Regions from separate parts of the Mus musculus genome. Here all the other regions are linked to region 3. A link is a contact called in public HiChIP or PLAC-seq data. All regions are on one chromosome and are shown on one strand. Each heading gives the region's core, a stretch centred on a gene start, on an enhancer-like site or on the middle of the called end of the contact. The rest is flanking DNA. Distances are from core to core; before and after follow the strand shown.

The links. HiChIP or PLAC-seq counts read pairs in DNA pulled down with a chosen protein or histone mark.
Region 1: a contact with region 3 is called in an H3K27ac HiChIP or PLAC-seq map of embryonic stem cells, with 5 read pairs. The contact joins two enhancer-like sites. A contact is called at or near these places in 1 of 115 datasets of contacts at active chromatin or transcription factors (embryonic stem cells) and 1 of 9 other capture datasets (liver).
Region 2: an H3K27ac HiChIP or PLAC-seq map of embryonic stem cells shows a contact between it and region 3, with 10 read pairs. The contact joins two enhancer-like sites. A contact is called at or near these places in 3 of 484 Hi-C or Micro-C datasets (muscle stem cells, palatal mesenchyme and reprogramming fibroblasts) and 4 of 115 datasets of contacts at active chromatin or transcription factors (cardiomyocytes and embryonic stem cells).
Region 4: an H3K27ac HiChIP or PLAC-seq map of embryonic stem cells shows a contact between it and region 3, with 5 read pairs. The contact joins two enhancer-like sites. A contact is called at or near these places in 3 of 484 Hi-C or Micro-C datasets (muscle stem cells, palatal mesenchyme and reprogramming fibroblasts) and 2 of 115 datasets of contacts at active chromatin or transcription factors (cardiomyocytes and embryonic stem cells).

What each region holds. Positions count from the first base shown.
Region 1 is chr11:23,398,930-23,404,582 of GRCm38.p6, forward strand. Usp34 (ubiquitin specific peptidase 34) reads left to right here. Exons shown (of 80, transcript NM_001190401.2): 30 at 2,524-2,649; 31 at 4,631-4,753; 32 at 4,883-4,966. Among named protein-coding and RNA genes, the nearest start is that of Gm22753, 78 kb to the right of the region's middle. Within about 2 kb of position 2,647, at least 7 of the 459 cell types and tissues checked have an H3K27ac peak or open chromatin away from gene starts, as enhancers often do. A contact at or near this core is called in embryonic stem cells, where this site is marked.
Region 2 is chr11:22,618,315-22,623,925 of GRCm38.p6, forward strand. It overlaps Gm12052 (predicted gene 12052), which reads left to right. Exons shown (of 5, transcript NR_166746.1): 5 at 7-178. Among named protein-coding and RNA genes, the nearest start is that of Gm12052, 9.4 kb to the left of the region's middle. Within about 2 kb of position 3,792, at least 39 of the 459 cell types and tissues checked have an H3K27ac peak or open chromatin away from gene starts, as enhancers often do. A contact at or near this core is called in embryonic stem cells, where this site is marked.
Region 3 is chr11:23,077,075-23,082,662 of GRCm38.p6, forward strand. No RefSeq gene overlaps it. Among named protein-coding and RNA genes, the nearest start is that of Gm12059, 15 kb to the left of the region's middle. Within about 2 kb of position 3,592, at least 33 of the 459 cell types and tissues checked have an H3K27ac peak or open chromatin away from gene starts, as enhancers often do. A contact at or near this core is called in embryonic stem cells, where this site is marked.
Region 4 is chr11:22,645,811-22,651,055 of GRCm38.p6, forward strand. No RefSeq gene overlaps it. Among named protein-coding and RNA genes, the nearest start is that of Gm40816, 5.6 kb to the right of the region's middle. Within about 2 kb of position 1,796, at least 17 of the 459 cell types and tissues checked have an H3K27ac peak or open chromatin away from gene starts, as enhancers often do. A contact at or near this core is called in embryonic stem cells, where this site is marked.

The sequences.
Region 1 (5,653 bases), core at 1,397-3,896, 320 kb after region 3:
AATCTGAGATCTTTCTATGGGTAGTTCATAGCAATGTTTAGGTGATGCCATGGAAGGGTATACTAGAGAAAACAAAGACTGCAGGTAGACACTGCTACTTAAGACAGGAATAGTCCTATATTTTTACTTGAGAACCTTCATCAGGGTTACACTAGTCTTGATCAACAAGTAGTCCACAACATCAACCACAGAGTAGACCTACCACTAACAATCTCCCATGAAATACTTGTACTATCAGTAAAATGGTGTTTTTATCTGTTTTAGGCTACATTTATCCTGTCTTATATTGTAGGTCGTTTTAATTCATAACAGAATCCTAGCTTTTTTTCCCAATCCGTTGTTACATTTAGAATAAAGTCTGTGTTTATCTTTAATAATTTTAAAATACATCTAATACATTTCTTTCTTTGGGTCTTATTCTGTGCTTACTACATTCATCCAAGATCAGAGGACAACCTGTGGGAATCAGTTCTACAGCCAATCATTAGGCTCGGTGGCATGCGCCTGTGTATCGGCCACGGCAGGTGTTACCAGCAGAGTCATTTTACCACCTCTAGCTCTGCCCCTTCTCTTTCATCAACCTTTTAAAGAAATGGTGGCAAAGAAAGTGGACTCAACTTCTTTCAGTGTGTGTGTGTGTGTGTGTGTGTGTGTGTGTCTCTGTGTCTTGTGTCTATGTCTTTATGTGTCTGTGTGCATTGCATTCCTCTATCACAGTACAGATGTGGAGGTCAGAGAGCAGTTGGTTCTCTGTTTCCACCATGTAGGTCCTGGGGCTGACACCAAGTCATTGTCCTTGGTGGTACGCACCTTTCACCTACTGAACTACCTCGCCAGTTCTGCGTCCAGTTAGATTGTGGAGCTCTTTCTGTCACTTCTACTCACAGATTCAGCAGAATACTCTGGGATTTCCTTAGGTTCTTCATCAGGGCTGTGAAAGGAAAGTTTACTGTAGATTTCCTGTTCTAAAGCTCCCTTGTTTTCAAAATTAGTCCCTAGAGTTGTCATATTTATATTCTCCCCATTAACAATTTCAGCCAAGGAATGAAAATTTCCAACAAACATTAAGTTGGAACTCAGGACCTCAAGCTAAGACATTTTTTCCCTCCCCTCCCCTCCCCTCCCCTCCCCTCCCCTCCCCTCCCCTCCCCTCCCCTCCCCTCCCCTCCCCTCCCTTCCCCTCCCTTCCCCTCCCTTCCCCTCTCTTCTCTCTTTCCATTTCAAATGTTATCCCTGTTCCTGGTTTCCCCTCTGAAAAACACCCTCCCCATAGCTGTTCCTTATTTAGATTTTTGACACTGGGTCTCATATGAACCAGGCTGCTCTCAAATTCAGTATGTAGCTGAGGCTTACCTTGATTGAACTCTTTATCCTTCTGCATAGTCTTCTCTCCCCACACCCCACCTTCTTGACACACACCTCTAGACAGAATATTACTCGAAGACCCAACTTGCCCTTAAACTAAAACTCCTCCTCTTCAGCTCCCTGGATGCTGGGAATATATAGGCATACACCACAGCTTACAAAGCTTTGCCATATCTTTTATATATTGAATTTATGTAAGTATAGATGATCGTGTGCTTGTAGATCCTAGACCCAAAATACCACATATACAGAAGGACCACTTTATATTAGCTTAGTAAAATGATTGTCATTAGATCATTGTTGTTACTTACAGAATATTTCTTTGGTATTCAGCGCATTTCATTAACACTGGGAATTACAGTTATAGTAGTAGCAGTATAATAATAAATTCATTTATACTCTATGGAAAATACCAGGGTGTTAGGTTTTATCTTTTTTCCCCTTCTGCCATGCTGCCTTACTTGGGCAATGGATGAAAACTTGCTTTTTAAATGTGTTTTTGAAAGCATCCTTTTTCTAGTCTTTGTTTTATTTGCTCACCTTTTTCAACTTAAGTTTTATCAAATGATAACGGCAAAATTCAGGTTCATTAAAAATTGTGCTTTCCTTTAATCTCTTCACAAATAGGTCAGAATTTAACTTAGTGAGTTTTTGTTGTACATAGAATGATAATCTGCGAAGAAATAAGAAAGAGACGTGGAAATTATGAAACACGGATAAACTTCTATTTCAAAAGTTGCTTGGGAACAATGATCAGCTAATATAAAAAATGCCGAGGCGCTGGAATGATTGCAGAGCAGTTAAGAGCGCAGGCTGCTCTTACTGAGGTCCTGAGTTTGAACTCCCAGCACCGACATGGTGGCTCAGGACAATCTATAAAGGGATCTGATGCCCTCCTCTGGCCTGCAGGTGTACATGCAGCAGAGCTTTCATACATAAAAAACAAACAAAAAAAGAGAATGTTAATGAGAAGTTGAAAAATGCTACTTCCACCTAATCATTTTCTTGGATACATTTATCCTAAGAAACATAGTATTAAATTTTCAGACATTTTTAAAAGTAAGGGTAGGAAATTTTCGCAAAACAGTTTTTAAAATTGAAGTTAAATTTTTTATTTCTTCTGATCTATTGATAAAATAGTGTTCTTATTTTATGTAGAGTTTAAAATGTGAAGAACTTCATCTTCATGCAGAAAATCTTTCAAGGCGTGTCTGGGAGTTGCTGATGCTTCTTCCGACTTGTCCCAACATGCTGACGGCATTCCAGAATGTCTCAGACGAGCAGGTGAGCCCACCCGCAGGCTTTGTACTCTCCCAGCAGTGTTTGTGTACAGAGATAGATGGAGGCTAGAGGTCCTCTTTGGATACCACCACCACCACCATCATCATCCCTGCTACACACACACACACACACACACACACACACACACCTCTGCCCTCTCAATGGCAGTAATACAGACATGTGACAGCTATGCTCAACTTTTTCAAAGGGTACTTGGGATCCAACTTTATGTTTCTGAGGTAAATATGTTACTGATTGAGCTATCTCAGTAATCTCCTTTTGCTAATTTAATAGGAAAAAAGTGTCAATTTAAATATCATTTTTTTAAAAGTTATGTAACATAAGTAAAATGCAAGTGATCTTTTGTTAAATTGTCTTTAGAAAAATAGGAATTTGCCTTTTAAAAAAAGATTTTGTGTATTACATGTATGAGTGATTTGTTTGTATATATCTGTGCACCGTGTGCATGCCTGGCACTGCAGAAACCAGAAGAAGGTGTTGGTTCCCCTGGAACTAGAGTTGTGGATGACTGAACTGCCATTGGGTGCTAGGAATTGAATCTGAGTCCTCTTCAAGAGCAATAAGTACTTTTAATTACTGAGCCATCTCTCCAGCCCCAGAGTAGTGCTTTTATTGATAAGGTTTTTAAAAACTTGTATGTTTTGAATATTTCTTTTTGACAGCAAAACTAGGAAAATTGAGATAAATATAATGTGATGATGAAGTAACAGCCATCAGACCTTGTTTTAGGTTGTTATACAGATCCAATGACAGAATTGTAAAAACAAGGCAACAGAATTTAATACATAGTTAATGTTTCTTCTATAATATCAGATTACGTATAGAAAGTGTTGGATATCATTGTAAATGCCTTTACAGTGAAAGATTACATTACAAAGAGATTTATGCTATTTTCTTTCAATGCTAAGTTCTTGAGAGTACATGTATGTACGTGAGTGAGGTCCCTATGGAGGCAGAAGAGGGTGTTGCATCCCCAGGAGTGGTAGTTACAAGTAGTTTTTAGCCACTCTACATTGATGCTGGGAACCATAACACGAGCCATATATATTCTTAACCTCTTAGTCATCTTTCCATCCCCTCTTTGAGGTAGGAAACATTAGCTACCCTCCTTTGGAGGCAGGGACTGACTATGTAGCCCTGGTTGGCATGGAAATCATCATATATCCTAGGTTGTCCTTGAACTAAAAAAAGATCTGCCTTCCTTTGCCAAGCCCTGAGATAAAAGGTGTGTGCCTCCACACCTAGCCCAAGAATGCTTTTTTTTTTTTTTTTAAGATTTATTTATTTATTTATTACATGTAAGTACACTGTAGCTGTCTTCAGACACACTAAGAGAGGGCGTCACAACTCATTACAGGTGGTTGCTGGGATTTGAACTCAGGACCTTTTGGAAGAGCAGTCAGTGCTCTTAACCACTGAGCTATCTCTCCAGACCTCCCCAAGAATGCTTTTAAAAGCTACATAACAAGGGGTTTCTTCAAGGAAGATCTATTGCAAGACTCATGTGTAATGAATAAAAAAAAAAACAAATGGCGTATTGTTACATACCACTCACTATCTGATTTGCCACACCATCATATGAGTTCAGAAGTCTGACTTCTTAAATTACTTGACTTGAAAAAGGATTGGCTCTAGAATGTGGTTTGTGATCACTTTAGTAATAACATTTCAAAGCTACATATTATGCCAACATTAGTTCATACATTGATAGCAGAGACAGCAATTTCTAATTTAATTATTTTTCTGTGCTTTTTTTGATAAAATCTTTAATTTTAACAATATTTAATGAATGGTTTGTACTTTAAACATGCTGCCGATACCATTTCTTTTTGTCTTAGATTTTGATGTTTTTAAAGTGTGCAATATCTGTGTTTCGTGCTAGTATTTTTATGAGTTTTAGGACTTCAGAGAATTATCTAGAAAGTTGTCTTGCTAAACCTGTTTTTCTTTTTTGTAATTTAAGAGCAATGATGGACTTAATTGGAAGGAACTTCTCAAAATTAAGAGTGCTCATAAGTTGTTATATGCTCTTGAGATTATTGAAGCACTAGGAAAACCTAACAGAAGAATAAGAAGAGAGTCAACGGTAATTACAGATCAGTATTATCATTAAAGACTTTACTCTCTCAGAATTCCAAATCATCCTACTATTTCATTCTAGAATATTGTTTTCTCCTTATAACCTCCCTTATTTATATTTTTCCCTTCCTCACAGGGAAGTTACAGTGATCTTTATCCAGATTCTGATGATTCAAGTGAAGATCAAGTGGAAAACAGTAAAAATTCCTGGACTTGCAAGGTTTGATGATAATTGTTTTGTAAAAGATTGAGGAAAGTACTTTTTAGGTTCTATAAATCATTATCTTGAGGATTTTTTAAAGATTGAGTTTAGTTTAATGTTTTTGAGTGTTTGCTTGTATATATGTAGTGCTTGTGGAGGCCAATTGGAAGGCTCTCTATATCCCCGTGAACTGGAGTTACAGATGAATATAACCCTTTCTGTAGGAACCTGAGCCTCGGAGGGCGGCAGAGAGTTAGTTGCTCAGTGGGGAATGGTAGCGCGTGTGTGTGTGTGTGTGTGTGTGTGTGTGTGTGTGTGTGTGTGTGTGTGAATGACTGAACATAATACAAGGCAGACAGGAAGATTTCAATCGGCTTGAGGGATCGTGGCGACTTCTAGGTAGTGGCCTCTGAATAGTCAGCAGATGCTCCAGGAAAAGGGAGATAGGCGATAGCAGCTGCCTACTCAATGCAGTCAGTCCTTGTGCTTCACATGAGCAGCTTCATGGTCTTCTGCTTGAAGAGGGTGGGGGCTGTTCAAGACTGCACTTAACTATGAGATAGCAAGGAGTCAGCAGCAGTGAAGCCTGGAAGTACCGAGGTGATGAGCACCTGTCACCAGAGCCTAATGCTCTTAGACCTCTGAGTCCCATCCAGCAGGAGAAACTCAAAAGTAAGGCCAATGTCCAGGCCATGAGGGACAGGG
Region 2 (5,611 bases), core at 2,542-5,041, 460 kb before region 3:
CTACAGAACAGAAGGCAAGCCATCTTGCAGGAGGACCTGAGGAGAGAAGGAGAGAGTCAGGAGAGAACAGATTCCCTCTACAGTGCCCAGAGTCTCCCCTGACTGATTTGGACCCAATGAAATTCCAAACTCTGGTGTCAAGAACTTTAAAAGAATAAATGTGTGCTGTTTTGAGGTATTGAGTTTGTAGCTTTTTTAAAAAAGCAGCAGCACTGAGGTAATGTGTTGCTTCCCACTCAGTAGTGAGTTCTTAGAATTAAGTGGCTAATGAACAAGACAAACCCCATTTCCATCCCCAGGGAGTTTTATCTGCCATCTCCTGAGCTTTAAAATATTGCTGGCAAATTCTTAGATAGGGTAGCAGAGAAGACAAGGAACACATCAAAAAGACTAGCCCGTAGACATGCAACAAACAAACAAACAACAGCAACGAAGAACAGATTTCACACCTGCTGGGCAGCTACAGTCAAAGTGACAGGGGCAAGCAGTTTCTTGTTTGTTTGTTGTTGTTTGTTTATTTTGCTTTTTTGATGACTTGGAGAAGCCCAGTCCGCACACACTGTTGGAGGGACTCTATGGCATACCCAACCTGGAAAGTAGCTTGGCAATTTCTTTTAAAACTGAGCATACATAACCGGATCACTCGGCACTGTGTTCCCAGGAGTAGCTGCCAGGGATTGAAGCCATTAGAAGGTTCATTCGATCTAAACTCCACTGCGGGTGCTCGCACAGCGCACTCCTCGATACCTGCCTGTACTGGCTAGTTTTGTGTCAACTTGACACACCTGGAGTTATCACCGAGAAAGGAGCTTCAGTTGAGGAAATGCCTCCATGAGATCCAACTGTAAGGCATTTTCTCAATTAGTGATCAAGGGGGAAAGGCCCCTTGTGGGTGGGACCATCTCTGGGCTGGTAGTCTTGGTTCTATAAGAGAGCAGGCTGAGCAAGCCAGGGGAAGCAAGCCAGTAAGTAACATCCCTCCATGGCCTCTGCATCATCTCCTGCTTTCTGACCTGCTTGAGTTCCAGTCCTGACTTCCTTGGTGATGAACAGCAGTATGGAAGTGTAAGCTGAATAAACCCTTTCCTCCCCAATTTGCTTCTTGGTCATGATGTTTGTGCAGGAATAGAAACCCTGACTAAGACACTGCCCAAATGTTTTAGATTCACGAATGAAAGACACACACACACACACACACACACAGCCTCATTTTTAATATGCCCTAAGCAGCCAGGAGCTGGGTCACTACCCAGATGCTTACATGGCTGTACACTTCGTCTCCTGCAGCTCTTAGGCATGACTTTCCTGCTTCCCCATGGTTCCCTTGCCGGGAAAATCTAAGGTTCCCCCCTCTGTCTCCCTGTCCAGCCACTGGCCACTGGCAACTTTATTTACCAATTACAGCCAACTGTGGGCAAGGACCCTCAGAGTCTTACAGACAGACGTACAGGTTCCCATGTGATTTGGGAAACTGAATTAACACAAATAGCATTAGATCCAGTCCACAACAAGGATTCAACTGAGATAACTAAATACATGTATGTAAAACCACCTACACGAATATACATGCTTTGTACATAATAGCTACAGCCCAGAACCCATGGTCAACAGTGCATGGAAATGCAATGTATGTGAGTAGATTATTATCCACAAACCAAAAGGAACAGATCTCATACAGAATGCATAGACCACACTGGCTGAAAGACGCTGTACACAGAGGACTGAGTGTCACTTGATTCCACTTATCATAACCTGTTAAGATGCAAACCTAGCCAGGCTTGGTGGCACACACCCGGTATCAGGAAGCAGAGGCAGGGGCATTGTGATTTCAAGGCCAGCCAGCTCTGTATGAAAATGGTGTTACAGAATAGGCAAATCCACAGAGACAGAAAGATGGCCCATTGCCTGAGACCAGAGATGAGCCTAGGATTGGGGACCAGCCACAAGGGACAGAGGGTCAGTCTGAGGTGATGACTTTTAAAACCAGATTGTGTGGTGATTACACAGGACACTTAGAGCAAATACATCTTACTGTCCAAAAATTATACTTCAATTTTAAAAAGTCAACTCATCCCGTGGTAAGCCTTAAATCATACTTTAAGAGAGGCTCTTCAAAAAAAATATTCCAAAGCATTAAGTAGGACAGGAAGCCAAACAAGATGGGTTTCAGGGCAATAGCCCAACTCTTTTTTAGATCAATGTAGCAGTGATTTCCCCCACCAGCAACCCACTGGTGTAATGCTATCTTCACTTTGTTATTTCATTCATTCATTCTGTTTTATCTTTTCTTTTTTTCGTTTGTTTGTTTGTTTGTTTGTTTGTTTCTCGAGACAGGGTTTCTCTGTATAGCCCTGGCTGTCCTGCAACTCACTTTGTAGACCAGGCTGTCCTTGAACTCAGAAATCCACCTGCCTCTGCCTCTATTTTATCTTTTTGTGATACTGGGAATCAGACCAGACCCTCCCACATTTCTTACTTTTTGTTTTGAGGCTCAGGCTGTGCTTGAGTTGACCATCTTCCTGTGTCAGGGATCACAGGCCTGGGCCACCAGACTTGGCTCTATGCTGTCCTTTATGATCCAGAGAGACAAAGGAACAGAACTGTACATTGTTCACGTCCTACCTTGGCAAGAGCCCCAGCTGGAAGCCAGTACATGCCTCTTAATGCTGTAGTTCGTGCAATACTATATCTAGCCTGGTTCTTGAGCCTTCTTCAAGGCAGGCCTGGGACCTCACCCCAATCTAAAATACCTGGGTGTATCCAACTGGAGCAGTTGAGACACCACCCTGCATTCTTCTGTCTCTAGCCTACCCAGCCTGAAGTTGCTTGTATTGTAATGTTAAGTGCAGACCACCACCACCCCCACCACCCCCACCTAGAATCTACATATAGCCCTAATGACCCCAAGTTAATTCTGATTGGTGAATAAAGATGCCAACAGCCAATAGCTTGACAGTAGAGAAGTAGGTGGGGTTTAGGTTTCACAGGCTTGGCAGTAAAGGACTATGAAGAATTTAGAGCTTATTGTAAATATAAAGGCTGAGAGTGCGACTTTTACTGGGGAACTAGTTGGTTTAAGGTGGGGTTGAAACCATGGGCTTAGATTTTAAATGATTTTCTACAACAACCCAGCTCTTGCCTAGCTGCAGTTGGCCTTCTAAGCTGCTCCCTGGAGTGTCTGGATGCTGCGCAGGAAGCTGCTGGCACAAGGTCAGAGCTTATGTCGCCCGCCTTGTGTCTCCAAAGCCCTTAAAGCCAGCTCAGTTGCAGTTCCTAGGGAAAATGTCCCCTCTACCCCTCTAAAATCAAAATGAGGGTTTGATACACTGGAACAGATGACCAAATACGCAGCACAGAGATACACGCTGTGCACAGGGGCAGCTCAAGAAGGGGATCACTCACGAACGCTTCCTCAGTGGCATGGGAAATCGGGGAATCTAGCCATCCTGAGAGGTAGTGAATAATTTTCAAGGTAACTGAAGGTCCCAAAGACAAACAATAGAGGTAAATTAATCTCTCTGGTGTGGGCCAAAGCTGCAGGCAATAAATAGCCTGTGACAAAGTCTGAGTGTGATGACGTCCCTGGGCCTTCCCTGGTTGGCAGCATCTGTGGGAGGAAATCAAAGGCAGCTGTATCCTTTGGCCAACCTGATCATTAGGTAGATCAGAGACTACTTTTTTACTTTTTTTACTTTTCAAAGTAAAGCCTGTTCCAGCCTCTGCTGACCCAGGTACCTTTCATCAGCAAGTCAACATACCAGAGTGCTACATTTGGGAGGTAACATTCCTCGGATTCCTTCGACAAGTAAACGCCTTCTGTCTACAGAGCAGGCTCCTACCTGTCACTTCAGAAGCCATGGTCCCACCTCCAGAAACTTGGGGCCCTCGATACTTTCTTTCGTTCAAACTACTTTACAAGTTTTTTCTCCTATAATGTTCATAAAACACAGGCCCCTGCAAGCTCTGCTGTGTACCAGTCACCCTATTATCACAACCAAACAATAGAAAGGATATCACAGGCTGGAACCACACAGTCCAGTAGTCTCTCACAAAATGCCAAGTAGGCAGAGAATGGAATCACCCCTTTTTAAATATTAAGGAGACAAATGGCTAGAGTTTAAAAAGATGTGTGTGTGTGTGTTCGAAAGTGCATGCATGTACATGTCTGGCATGTGTGTTTGCATGTGTCTGTGCATGTTTCTTCTGTTTATGGTTGAGGTGTATAGCAGAAAAGCACAGACAATGGCCAAAAGAAAATCAAGACAGAATCTCTTCATAAACTAAAAGGCACAGCTGAGTAAGCTGCACCCGGAGACGCAGGGGAAAGCAACTGGGAGCCCCTCTCCGGCCCACAGGGAGGAGAGAAAAGTGCTGAGGGTGCGTTTTCCAGAGCAGGTTCCCAGTTCCTCAGTCAGTCACCCCATCACTGTGAGTCCTGAGATCTAGACAATGCCTCAACCTCTGGTCCAGCCCTCTTCTTAGCAAGATCATAAGGGAGGTGTCAAGATCACGAGACCGTGAGACAGGAAGTAAATGTCTCCACAGGTGATCTATCTGCCTTTTGTCACATGGCAGTTTTATAACAGCAGGAGAAGCTGCCCACGATTAGTAGAAACTTCCTGAAAGGGATGAGGGAACCATCGCTCTAGGCTGACTCAGAAGTCCACATCAATTATCAACTTTCTAGCGCAAGTCCTTTCTTGATATTATATTTGGCAAAACACTATTAAAAAAAAAATCTAGAGTCACAAGAGAACCTGAGGAACAACTGCACGCTCTGGCTAACTCCTGTCTGTCTACTGTGATCAGTCAGGAGCCCCATCCCAAGGACATGCTCTAAAACTAGGGCTTGCAAAAGAAAATCAGAGTGGCAGAGTTCTCTAGCACATTATTTTCCCATGTGTTCCAAAATCTGGAGCCGTCGGGAAGTGTTTGCTTAGGTGTTTGTGGCCAAAGGCACTAACATGTTATCTGGAAGCTGGCCTGCTCGTGTTTTGTAGGAAAATTCTAGCAATTCCTAAGCATGTAAAGGGTCATGCTATCCGTGGGCGAGGAGCATGCATGACATCGAGGATGCAGCAGTGGCTGGTGTCATTCAGAAGAACTAGGTTTGTCAGACCACTGTCCAATGGCCAGGCCCCCACTCTCCAGATTGTCACTAGATTCCACTACCACCCTTCTCCTCTCTTGCTCATCTCTGTGTTAGTCCCTAAGCACACCGGGTACAGCCCTGTCCCAGGCTTCCCTGTCACCTGGAAGCCTTTCTCCCCAGTGACTCTCTCCACGTCTTCTCACTGAAGCCTTCCCTCACAGCCTCTGAAAGGCTGTACTCTTCGTACACGCTTTACTCTGTGATTTTCCACATGTAGCACATCAACCCATCGATTCAACCCTTTACCTTGTCTCTCTCACTCCACTGAAATCCACAAGGGAAGGGATTTGCAGTTTAGGTTTGCCCTTGAATTTGCAGTGTCTAGAACAGTGGTGACCCCATAATGGAAATGTAATGAGTGTGTTGCATGAATGGATGAGTTAGGAGTAAACGTTTCCTTGGGCTGAGAGTTGAGCATAACTGTCACAATGAAGACTATGAAACATCATGGACCAGAAG
Region 3 (5,588 bases), core at 2,342-4,841:
GGCAGACATGGTGCTGAAAAAGTACCTAAGGGTTATAGTCAGCTTTCTCAATATTATGTTTATATTCATACATGAGAGCTGCTCTCAGCCTGGGTTAGAGACACTTCATTTTGCAGTGGCTGTTAGATAGGGAGCCAACTCCTGCCATCCTCATCTGAGGTATCTGGGATTGAAACTCTCCTGGACCCTTCCCCTATAATCCTAGGCCATTACAGTCCCACACCAGTCCTCAAGTATAAATTCCATATAGTTATACAAATGGTACACAGGAACTCTCTATATAGAAACTCACAACTGGCCAAAACATGGAGTGTAAGTGACCACTAAGAGTTCAGCATTAAGTGGAACACTTCCATTGCTTCCTCCAGAACTCAAAGCACTGTGGTGGGTGTAGGGAAAGAAAGTGAGAGCTAGAGGAGGCAAGAAGCACTGGGACACACTGCTAGAGCATTGTGACAGACTGTGAGGGGACACAGTGCCCAGGAGCTACAGTTACCTAATGGTTGCTAGAGGAGGGGAAGATAAATCCCAGCTTGTGCTTATACAAGAGAAGCTACTTCAATGCAGCAGGGCCTCACTGGCTCACAGACACATGTGGAAAGATGGGAAGGGGGTGCTGTTGGGAAAAAGTGGCTTTTCTGGAAGGGGTAAAAGAAGATAATCTGCTCAAAGTAGACACACACTGGAAACTGTGAGAGAAAAGGGAAACTAAAAGGTTAATTCTGTGACTGTATAACATCTATGAAACAAACAAACTATAGGGATGGAGACCAGATGACAGGTTTCCAGCGTTTGGAAGGAAGTCAGTATAGTCCTAAAAGAGCATTTCTATAAAGCCCAGTGTGGCGGTGTACACCTATAATTCTAGCACTTGTGAGGATGAAGCAGAAGAATCATCTACTCCAAACGAGCCCAGGCTGCACAGATTATGTCTCAAAAACAAACAAACAAACAAACAAACAAATAAAAAGGACAATACTTTAGTCTAGATCTGGGATGTTCTCCAAATACCAGTGTGTTGAAGGCTCAGGTCCAGCACCACTTTACTGGGAGGAAACATTAAGTGTGGCCTCGTTGAACATCGTTGGAGTAGGCTGGGGAAGGAGATCAAAGGAACCTAACTTTCAAAACCATAAGCTAAAATAAACCTTTCTACAAACTAACTCTCAAGTATTTGTTACAGTTCTGGGAAGCGGACTGACCCCAGTCATGAAGGCCTGTGGAGAAACAGTCCTGGAAATCTTCTGGGCCTTGGCTGATTGATGTCAATGTCTCAGCTGTGACATTTGTTATAGTTATACAAATGGTACACAGGAACTCTCTATTATTTAAAACAATTTCATGTAAATATAGTAATTTCAAAATAATGAATTTTAGAACAGTGTTCTGAAGAATAATCAGGGCAACTAAGGGGGCAGAGATGAGAGCAATTATTCTGTATAGGAGAGTTTGGAAAGTCTTCAACTGAAACACATTACCGTATTACCCATGGATACCTGGAGAATCCCAGAAGGAGGACCCTGGGGTGGGACCTCACAAACTCTTCCTTCACCCACATTAGAATGTCAATAGCCCAGACTTGTACAGATAATCTGTGCTGCTATAAGTTTATGCTTGCAACATTATGGGAGGTTCAAGGACTAGTGTGGGACTGTAATGGCCTAGGATTACAGAGGAAGAATCCAGGAGAGTTTCAATCCCAGGCCTCAGGCAGCATGGAGTTGGCTCTCTCCCAGCTCCCATCCTGGCACCATAAAGTTGACTCCCCCATCATCAACCCTAGTAAGAGTTTATTACCCTCATAGTTATTAGGCTTCTTTCTGGTTTGACCTTATAAGTCCTTGTGCTCCCACTATCAGCCCACTGCAGCCCCTGAATATGCAGATGATGCCTCTTCCAACACCTCTGCCCTGGCCATTGTACAGGGCCACACAAACCCAGGCCACCTCCCCAGGAGTATAAATACCCCTTTTCCAACCCCTCTCCATTATGCCTGTACACAATTAGATGTGAATATGGTTAAAATCAGATATTTTATATAAGGGGAAATGTGCAGAAAACAAAAACAAAAACAAAAAAAAAAAACTCAGTAAAACTAGAGAACCATCCAAATTCCACGCCTAGTACCAAACTGCTCCTTCTCCTAAAGTCAAACCCAGACAGTGACCAGAGCCCTGAGGTTCCTTGCTCATGTGGCCCCCTGTTCCCTTGCAAGTGTATTCTGATCTTTTCCATTGTTTTGCTTTGAGTAATACTCCTTCACTGCTTTACAATCTGTGTGGGTTTTGCCTCACTGTTAAACAAGAGCCTGGGAACACACAGTGACTACTGGCAACACCATCCTGGTGAGCTAGGACAGAGCAACAGGCAGTAAAATGAGAGATGGTGGAGATGGTGGTGGAAGAGACAACCACACAGGTTTACAGGCCACAGTTAAGCATGTCTGCCTTCGTTCTGAGGGAATGAGAAGCTGAGGAGAGCCGACATGTTGTGACTTATACTTTAGAAGTATGATTTCATTCCATTAAAAAAATAAATAAGCAAGAGGGCAGGGTATGGAGCAAGAGCCGTGCTTTGGACCAGCTGCCAGAGGAGGTAAGGAGCTGTCTGCTTCTGTGGTTTAGGTATGGCTACCTGCTCTGATGGGCTCCATGTGGGACAGGAGAGAAGAGGTCCGAGATCGGAACCCAGTCACGAGGGAAATGGAGCACAGAGAGAGGGAAGAGTAAAAGGGCAGGTCAAAAGGTTAGGTTTCTTTGTCTTTTTTTGTTTTGTTTTCATTTGCTGTAGAATAATCTTTTACAATGTCTTTTAAGCCAGGCAACACTTGGGAAGCAGGGACAGGCAGTTATATAGTGAGTTCCAGGACAGCCAGGGCTATGTAGAGAGATGGTCTCTTTTCAATTCCATACATGTATAGATTTACCATATAATTCCATACATGTATACATGCAGAGATTCACTTCTTCCACTCCCTGGAATTCCCAACACATTCCCCTTTAGCCGTCGTGTCCTTTCTTTCTTGCTCTCTTTGTAATTCATCCAGTCCACTTAGTGCTGCCTGTCAGGATGCTGCCTAACCTCATTGATTCAATTTTGTGCAGAGGTCATAAGCAGTATTACAGCTGCAGTGAGCTTATGCACACAATGGCCACACTGTGTGCAGAGGAAGCATTACACAGTACAAAGTTGTGTGCAGTGTTATATTGTTAAAGGTCCATGATTCATTGAAGAATGATACCCCAGACTCAAATAAGTAAATGCAAAGAGTGTTTTATTCTGCAGAAGTCCAGCATGATGGGGTCTCCCCATTACCAAGATAGGGAGACACCCAATTGAGCTTGCAGGCCTGATTTAAAGCACATTAGGGAATTTGGGGGTAGGTGGCCTCTATGTTAATCTGTTGGATCCATCTCTACAGACATTCCATTACCAGAGTGTGGGGGCTGGAAACTTGCCAGGGAGGTCTGGGAACTGTTTCTGAGGAAGTAGCTGAGGAAGTCTGGAAACTGCTGCTGACCCACTGTCCTTGCTTCAGGCCAGGTTGCTGGGACATTCCATTGCCTGGAGCCTGCAGTCTTTTTCTGACTTGTCTGGGCTTGCCTAGGCTTGCCCAGTTTTTAGGCCTAGTCTCCTTAACTACCAATTTGAAGTCTGTCCTGGAATCAGCCTAGCCTTCTCAATGCCTTTGGTGAGTTTATGTGCACAGCGGCCACACTGTGTGCTGAAGGTAGTATTGCACAGCACTCTTCTCCACTCTGGTCCTTTTCCGATGCCCCCTGAATCTTGATGTGGTAGTGGATGTAGATGTCCCATTTAGAACTGTGGATTCAACAGTCACTTCCCAGGCCATGGGCTTTTGACCAGGTTTACAGTACCAGACATGAATTCCTCAGGAGGCCTCAGAGCCAACAAGAGAGTGGCTGGCTCTCCCAGTGATCTTCATGCCTTTACTGACCCAGGCACATTTTGCCTGGCAAGTGACTATTGTAGCACGCAGGATCCACCACTTGGGAACAGTATTGATCACTTTTCTCTCTTGGTGGCCTGCACAGCACCTATTAGCACTATGAAAGATAGCTACCAGGAAGTTGTCGAGTCAGTTCTAGCTTGATTTCTCTCTGCCCTGAAATAAGTGCCGTGTCTTCAGCCAAAGGGTCTTATCATCTAGTTATGGTGGGAGAATGAGCAGTAGTGGTGGCTGTGTGGGGACCTCTAGGCCTCCCTGACAAACACCTAATAAGGTGGGATCCCTCATCTGGCACTGAGACTTTTATTTAATAACTCATGTCTTGGGCTGGAGAGATGGCTCAGCGGTTAAGAGCACTGACTGCTCTTCCAGAGATCCTGAGTTCAATTCCCAGCAACCACGTGGTGGCTCACAACCATCTGTGATGAGATCTGATGCCCTCTTCTGGTGTGCATAAAGAGAGTGACAGTGTACTCATATACAAAAAAATTAAATAAATGAACCTTTTAAAAGAATACCTCATGTCCTTCTGGGCAGGGGGGCTGGGAAACAACGCACCCACGAAGAATGTTGTGCTCAAACTCCCTAAACAGTTTTTTAAAATTATCTTACTAAGTAGAGGATTTCCATGTAGGTTGTCAGACATTCTAGGCTATAATTAATTCACCCCACCAGCCCCTCTCTTTCCCTGCCCCCACACGTGCTTAATTGTTAACTCCCCATGTCCTCTCCTACTTTACACTACAGGCACTCTACGCTAAGCCCCACCCATTGGCCCTTTCCACATTCCTGGGCTCTACTGAGACTCCAGATTAAACACACACCCCTAAAAGTTCCCCGAGGATCCACCTATGACAGGGGACGAGAAGCCATTGTGTTAACTGTGGGGCAGAGCTTAGACAGAATGCTAACTCATTGTCTTTCTGAACCTGAGCTACTCATTTCATGTTCTATTTTTCTAGCTCAGTCACTTCACTGCGAATTTCATAATTTCATTTTTCTTTATACATGAATAAAATTTTACTTTGTGGGGCTTGAGAGATGGTTTGGTGGTTAAGAGCACTTGCTCTAGAAGAGGACCTAGGTTTGATTCCCAGAACCCACCCACATCCTGGCTCACACCTGTCTGTTACTCCATTCCCAGGGATCCAAAACTTTCCACTGACCTTATGGGTCACCGGACATGCACATTGTACACATACATACATACATACATACATACGTGCAAAACACTCCAACAGATAAAAAAATTAAAAAATAACTAGTGTATATGTATCATGTCTTCATTAACCATTAGTTGATAGACATCTAAGCAGGCAATATTTATTTGCCTTATATCTGGGTCCTTTTAAAAAGGCTTTTTTTTGTATTATGTGTATGAGTGTTTTGTCTGTGTATATTGTATATCTGTGCACCACATGTATACAGGGTCTAAGGAGGCCAGAAGAGACCATTTGATCCTTTGGAACTGGAGTTAGGGATGGCTGTGAGGTGCCACATGTGTACTAGCAACACAACGTGGCTTCTCTGTAAGAGTAACAAGTGCTTGGAAGACATCCTTTCTTTATTCTTTTCCATTGGTGTGTGCCTGTGGGCAGCAAAAGGAACGGTGGGAAGT
Region 4 (5,245 bases), core at 546-3,045, 430 kb before region 3:
GGTCAGAGGTCAAATTTCAGAACCTGGTTCTCTCTTTCCATCTTGGGATCAAACTCCTATTGTTTCAAGCTTGTATGAAAGCATCCTACAAGCTGAGCCGTCTAGCTGGACCCCATAGTAAGAAATGTTAATGTCCCTTCCTCATTGCAGCTAGTATTCATCTGCATGGTAACAGAAACCCAAATACAGAAGGTGAGTCTGAAGAGTCTCTCCTGCACCACAGGAAGTCTAGCAGGAGGCCTCCAGGGGAGGGCTGCAGAGGACAACAGGGGCTCAGACTCCTAGAGCGAGCGGTGCTCTCCTTAGTCTCTTTTCACCAGATGGCTGCTATGTTCCCAAGCATTCATTTTGCATTCTAGGCACAAGCAAAATGCTGAAAGAACTCACATGCAACAGCATTTCAGGAAACGCCACCCAATATCCTCCTCCCTTTCAGGTCTTGTTAGGCCTCAGCTATGCCTTATGGCCACTCATGGCTGTAAGATGTTTGCTTATTTGGTTTTAGCTGAGTGCATATCCATCCTGCACAAAATTAGAAACCGCCTGACTATAAGAGGTAACTGAGCAGCCCCTCCCCCCACAGGTCAGTAAGCTAACGCTGTGGCTCGATGCCTCCTGCCGCCTACCACCTTCCTATGGAAGCCCTCCCTAATCCTCATGTGATGCCATTTGGAGATGGGGCCTTTTAGAGGAAACTGGGTTTACTTGGGGACACATGGGTAGGATTCTCATGTTGGGTTTGGTGGCATTATTAAGAGGAAAAGAAAGAGATCTTTCTTTATGAGCGTGCCACATAAACATGCATAGCAAGAAAGTAGCTGTTGATAAGCCAGGAAGAAGGACCCTCCACAACCCCACAAAGCCAGAAAGTGGGATCCTCCACAACCCCACAAGCCAGGAAGTGGAACCCTCAACAACCCCACAAGCCAGGAAGTGGGATCCTCCACAACCCCACAAGCCAGGAAGTGAGACCCTATACAAACCTCACAAGTCAGAAAGTGAGGCCCTACACAAACCCCCAAGCCAGGAGGTGGGACTCTACACAAATTCCCACATCAGCCAGCACCTTAACATTGGTCTTCACACCCTGTAAAAACCAGGGAGAAATAAATGTCCATTGTTCAACCCCATCTTTGCCTACATGTTAGAGCAGACTAAGAAAAATCAGCCAGGAACAACCTCCATCCCCCCAACTGTAAGGTTATGGGTCCCGCATCTGCTCTGCTACAGGGCTCTGCCACTCGGGAAGGCAGGACGCAGAGAGTTGACCACGCTTACCCCGCCCTGTCATCAGGCGGGTGTCAGGCTGTAAGGAAGCCCCGAACACCATTCCGGGGGGCAGGGAAGCACAACCTGAGGTGCGGGACAGCTGGATCTGGTCTGGGGTTCCCTAGGCCTTTGACTAGGCCGGGCGGTCTGGTTCTCAGACTCTCGGACATCCAGGGGCCGCTGGGAGCCTTGGAAGAGCTGAGGACTGAGTGGAGGCCTGCAGGCTGGATCTAGCCCTGGGGACAGGGGAAGAAGTGGGGTGGGGATGGTGGCCGTGGCTGGGAGCACAGAGAGACCTTCTACAGGAGGTTAGACTGTAGCTCTATAGACAAAGGTCTCCATGGGTCCCCATGGCAGATCCCAGTGAAAAGGGACAGTCCATGTTTTTAAGATATTTATTGTCATGGTGGAAAGTGGGTGAATAAAACCAAACCCCACTTCTCAGGGCGGGCCTGAGGTTCAATACCTTTTGCAGGGAGGAGTGTCTGGGAAGGGAAGCTTATCTGGCTAATGCCTCCAGGTAGTTATCTCATTAGTATGGAGATCTGTCTTAAGCCCATGTGACCACAGGTCACACCCTCTACATATGGAGGGGCTTGGGGTGTTGCCCTTGCATGTCTGATGGCCACAAATCTATGGGAGAGTTGAGGCTAGTGACAGGGGCCTGGTGCCTGGAACAGGTGAAGCACCTATCGGCCCTTCAGGGTCTCCGGGGTTTCAAGCCTTAGCTCAACGGGGGAACCAAGCTACCTTTCACGGTCCCACCCCCAGCCACCCCTACAGCTCCCCAAAACAGTGAGAGGCAGTGAAGTTGAGATATGCAGAATAATGTAGAAGCAGAAGTCCAGCCCAGGCAGTGCAGTGGTTGCTGCGGCTGCCTTGAGTATGGCGTGGGGAAGGTTGACTTGATCTAAATGTTCCATCCCTTGATGAATGCTCACTTTGTAGGAGGTGGGGTTACATGTCCAGTCCACTGTGGTCGCTATTCACGCGGACGTTCCGGAGGCCATGGCAGTGTGTTCTAACCATCGTTATTTTCTGAGTAAACTTCTCTGCTCTGGATTTCCCTCCCAGATCACTTGTTGATTCAATGAGTGCTTTTAAATTTCCAAGTAGCTGGTTTATTTTTGTTTTGTTGTGATTTTATTCCACATCCTATGTTCCTCGGAGAATGTAGCACACTATGTCCCCTTTTAGAACTGACCGTAATTATGTTAGCGACTTAGCAAGTAATATGTGAGACCATGGGGTTCACTGCCATGCACCAATGAAACTTTCACGTATGTAAGGTAGCCACCCATTCTGTCTCTAAAGTGCTCTTTGAGGCTGGGACAGGCTTAGAGGCCAAAGCAGAAACTGCGAAGAATCTATAGGGGGTGGAGTGAGCTGGGGTGGGGCTCATGTGTTTGAGTTAATCACTACCATGGTTGGCCAGAGAGGGGAACAACCTGGGCAAAGTTCTGGAGAAGCAGTGAACAGGAACTAGAAGGTCAAATGTTGGTGCATTTTAGAGGGTGGCCAGAGAGGAGCCAAGAAAACAAATTCTTGTTTGATTAAATCTATACATTTCTATGAATCGTTTCCAAACTTTGAAAGGAATGGCCTGTCAAACAGTTCATTCTAAAATGTAAATTATGCCTTGACCCTATAGATTAATATCAGGAATACACAAATAAAGAATATTCTAAGCTGGGCAGTGGTGGCACATGCCTTTAATCCCAGCACTTGGGAGTCAGAGGCAGGCAGATTTCTGAGTTTGAGGCCAGCCTGGTCTACAGCATGAGTTCCAGGATAGCCAGGGCTACACAGAGAAACCCTGTGTCAGAAAAAAAAAAAAGAAAGAAAAAGAAAAAAAAGAAGAATATTCCAAGCCACATGTTCTCCATAAAGAGATAACGCTTCCAAGGAGTCAAATTTGGCTTTTGAAGGGGCTAAAACACTCAAGGTGTATAGAAAGGGAAGCTGCACACATAGCACACAGATACAATGTAGCATCTCTGAGTTGCTAAAACTAAATGGAGAGATGGCTCCACAATCAAGAGCACTTACCACTCTTACAGTGCACCTGGGCTCAGTTCTCAGCACCCAACTGACAGCTTTGGCTTCAGGGGATCCAGAGCCCTCCTCTTCGAGCTTCCAAGGATATGTGCAGGCACACATGCTTGCTCACACACACACACACACACATATATGTGTGTGTGTACATATATATGTATATGGAGAGAGAGAGAGAGAGAGAGAGAGAGAGAGAGAGAGAGAGAGAGAGAGAGAGAGAGAGAGAGAGAAACTAAATTGAGGAACAACTGAGAAAAAAGACCTATTGGGGAGCTGGTTGTGTGGTACATACCTGTAATTCCAGTGGGAAGATTAGGAGTTCAAGACCAACCTCAGCTACATAATTATTTTAATGTCAGGTTATATGAGATCCTTTCTCAAAAATACCAGGGGGCAGGAGGGGGAGAAAAAGAAAAAAAAGGTTTGTTAGAGAGGCAATATTTTTTAAAAGATTTAAAACCACTGATCTGGGGAATCCTTACATATGTACATAATAAGCCACTTTCAAACCTCTTACCAGAATACACAAGATGGATTTCACATGCCAGGATGCACTGTTCCAAGAACAGAGAGAATGACTGAAGGGGTTAACACAAAGACAACAGTTAATAGTAACGAAATATCACCCCCATCACTGAATTTAAAAATGACAATGAGATGGCTTCTATAGGGGATGGACAAGCCATTTCTCATATTTAAAAAAGAGATTGAGATATAGTAGCCAACTAGAATGTCTTAAAAACATTGTTTACCTTTATACAAAGCATACACAGTCATTTAAGACAGGAACATAGCAAGACCAATAGGCCAGCTACTTCTTCCCTGCCCTCTTGACAAGCTCAGGGGCCCCTGCAGCTGTGGGGAGGCCTCATTCTCCTGCTCCACAATAGACAGCCTTCTACTCTCCTTGTGTGCAGTGAGCAAGGTCCACGTTAATAGGGGCATCTTGTGCACAGCTACTGAATCCCAGAAGCCAAGCATTCCAAGTGTCTCCATCAGGCCACTCTGCTGAAATAGAGTAGAATGAGTTGTTGAAATAGCATGTTTCTATTACTTCTAGAAGCTGAAGAGACAGAGATCAAGGTGCCAGTGGATTGTGTCTTAAAAGTCTTCTTCCAGCTTGCAGATCACTTCTTGTTGTGTTCTGGGATGTCAGAAAATGTAAGGAAGCCCCTAGGACCTTTTCTAAGGACATTGATGGTTAATCTTGATGGTTAAATTAACTGGATTGAGAACAGCATACAAAAGTAATAAACCCCGTGTTGGAGTCTGTGAGAGAATTTACAGAGAGGATCTGATCACCAGGGCTTCATCATAATAAATGGTTTGCTCTGCCAATGCTTTCAACCTTTCAATAGACTATTGGGAAGTGGTAGGACTGTGGAATGGGAACCTTGTTTGGAGGAATTGGGCTACTGTGGGTATACACTCCAGGAGCTTTATCTCATCCTGGCCTCTTCCTGTCTGTTTCTCCAGGCCCTCCTGCCACAATGGACTGAGCCCTCCAAAACTAAATAAAACAGGCCTTTGCTCCTGCCAGTTGTTGCTGTCAAGTCTTTGGTTGTAGTGAAAGAAGAGAAACCAATACAGACAACGATTCCATCCATGACTTCTCCCAGGCATCAAAGACTCCGCTGGGTACCGTGGAAGACCTGGTTCTGGGGTCTCTGGGCTGCACTGAGGCCAGGGACGTCAGGTTCTCTCTCTCTAGGACATCCCAGATGCTGCTGTATGTCATGGAAGAGCTGAGAATGGGTGGGGACCCATGGGCAGAGGGTAGGAGACGAGAGCTCTGGCGGGTTACCACGGGGGCAAGAGTCTTTGGCTTGCTCAGGCAGGCGGCTTGGGTTGGTGGTGGCAGTGGCTGGAGTGCAGGGAGGCTTCCTGGCGGGAGGTTAGACACACGGCTCTTTGGAGGGAA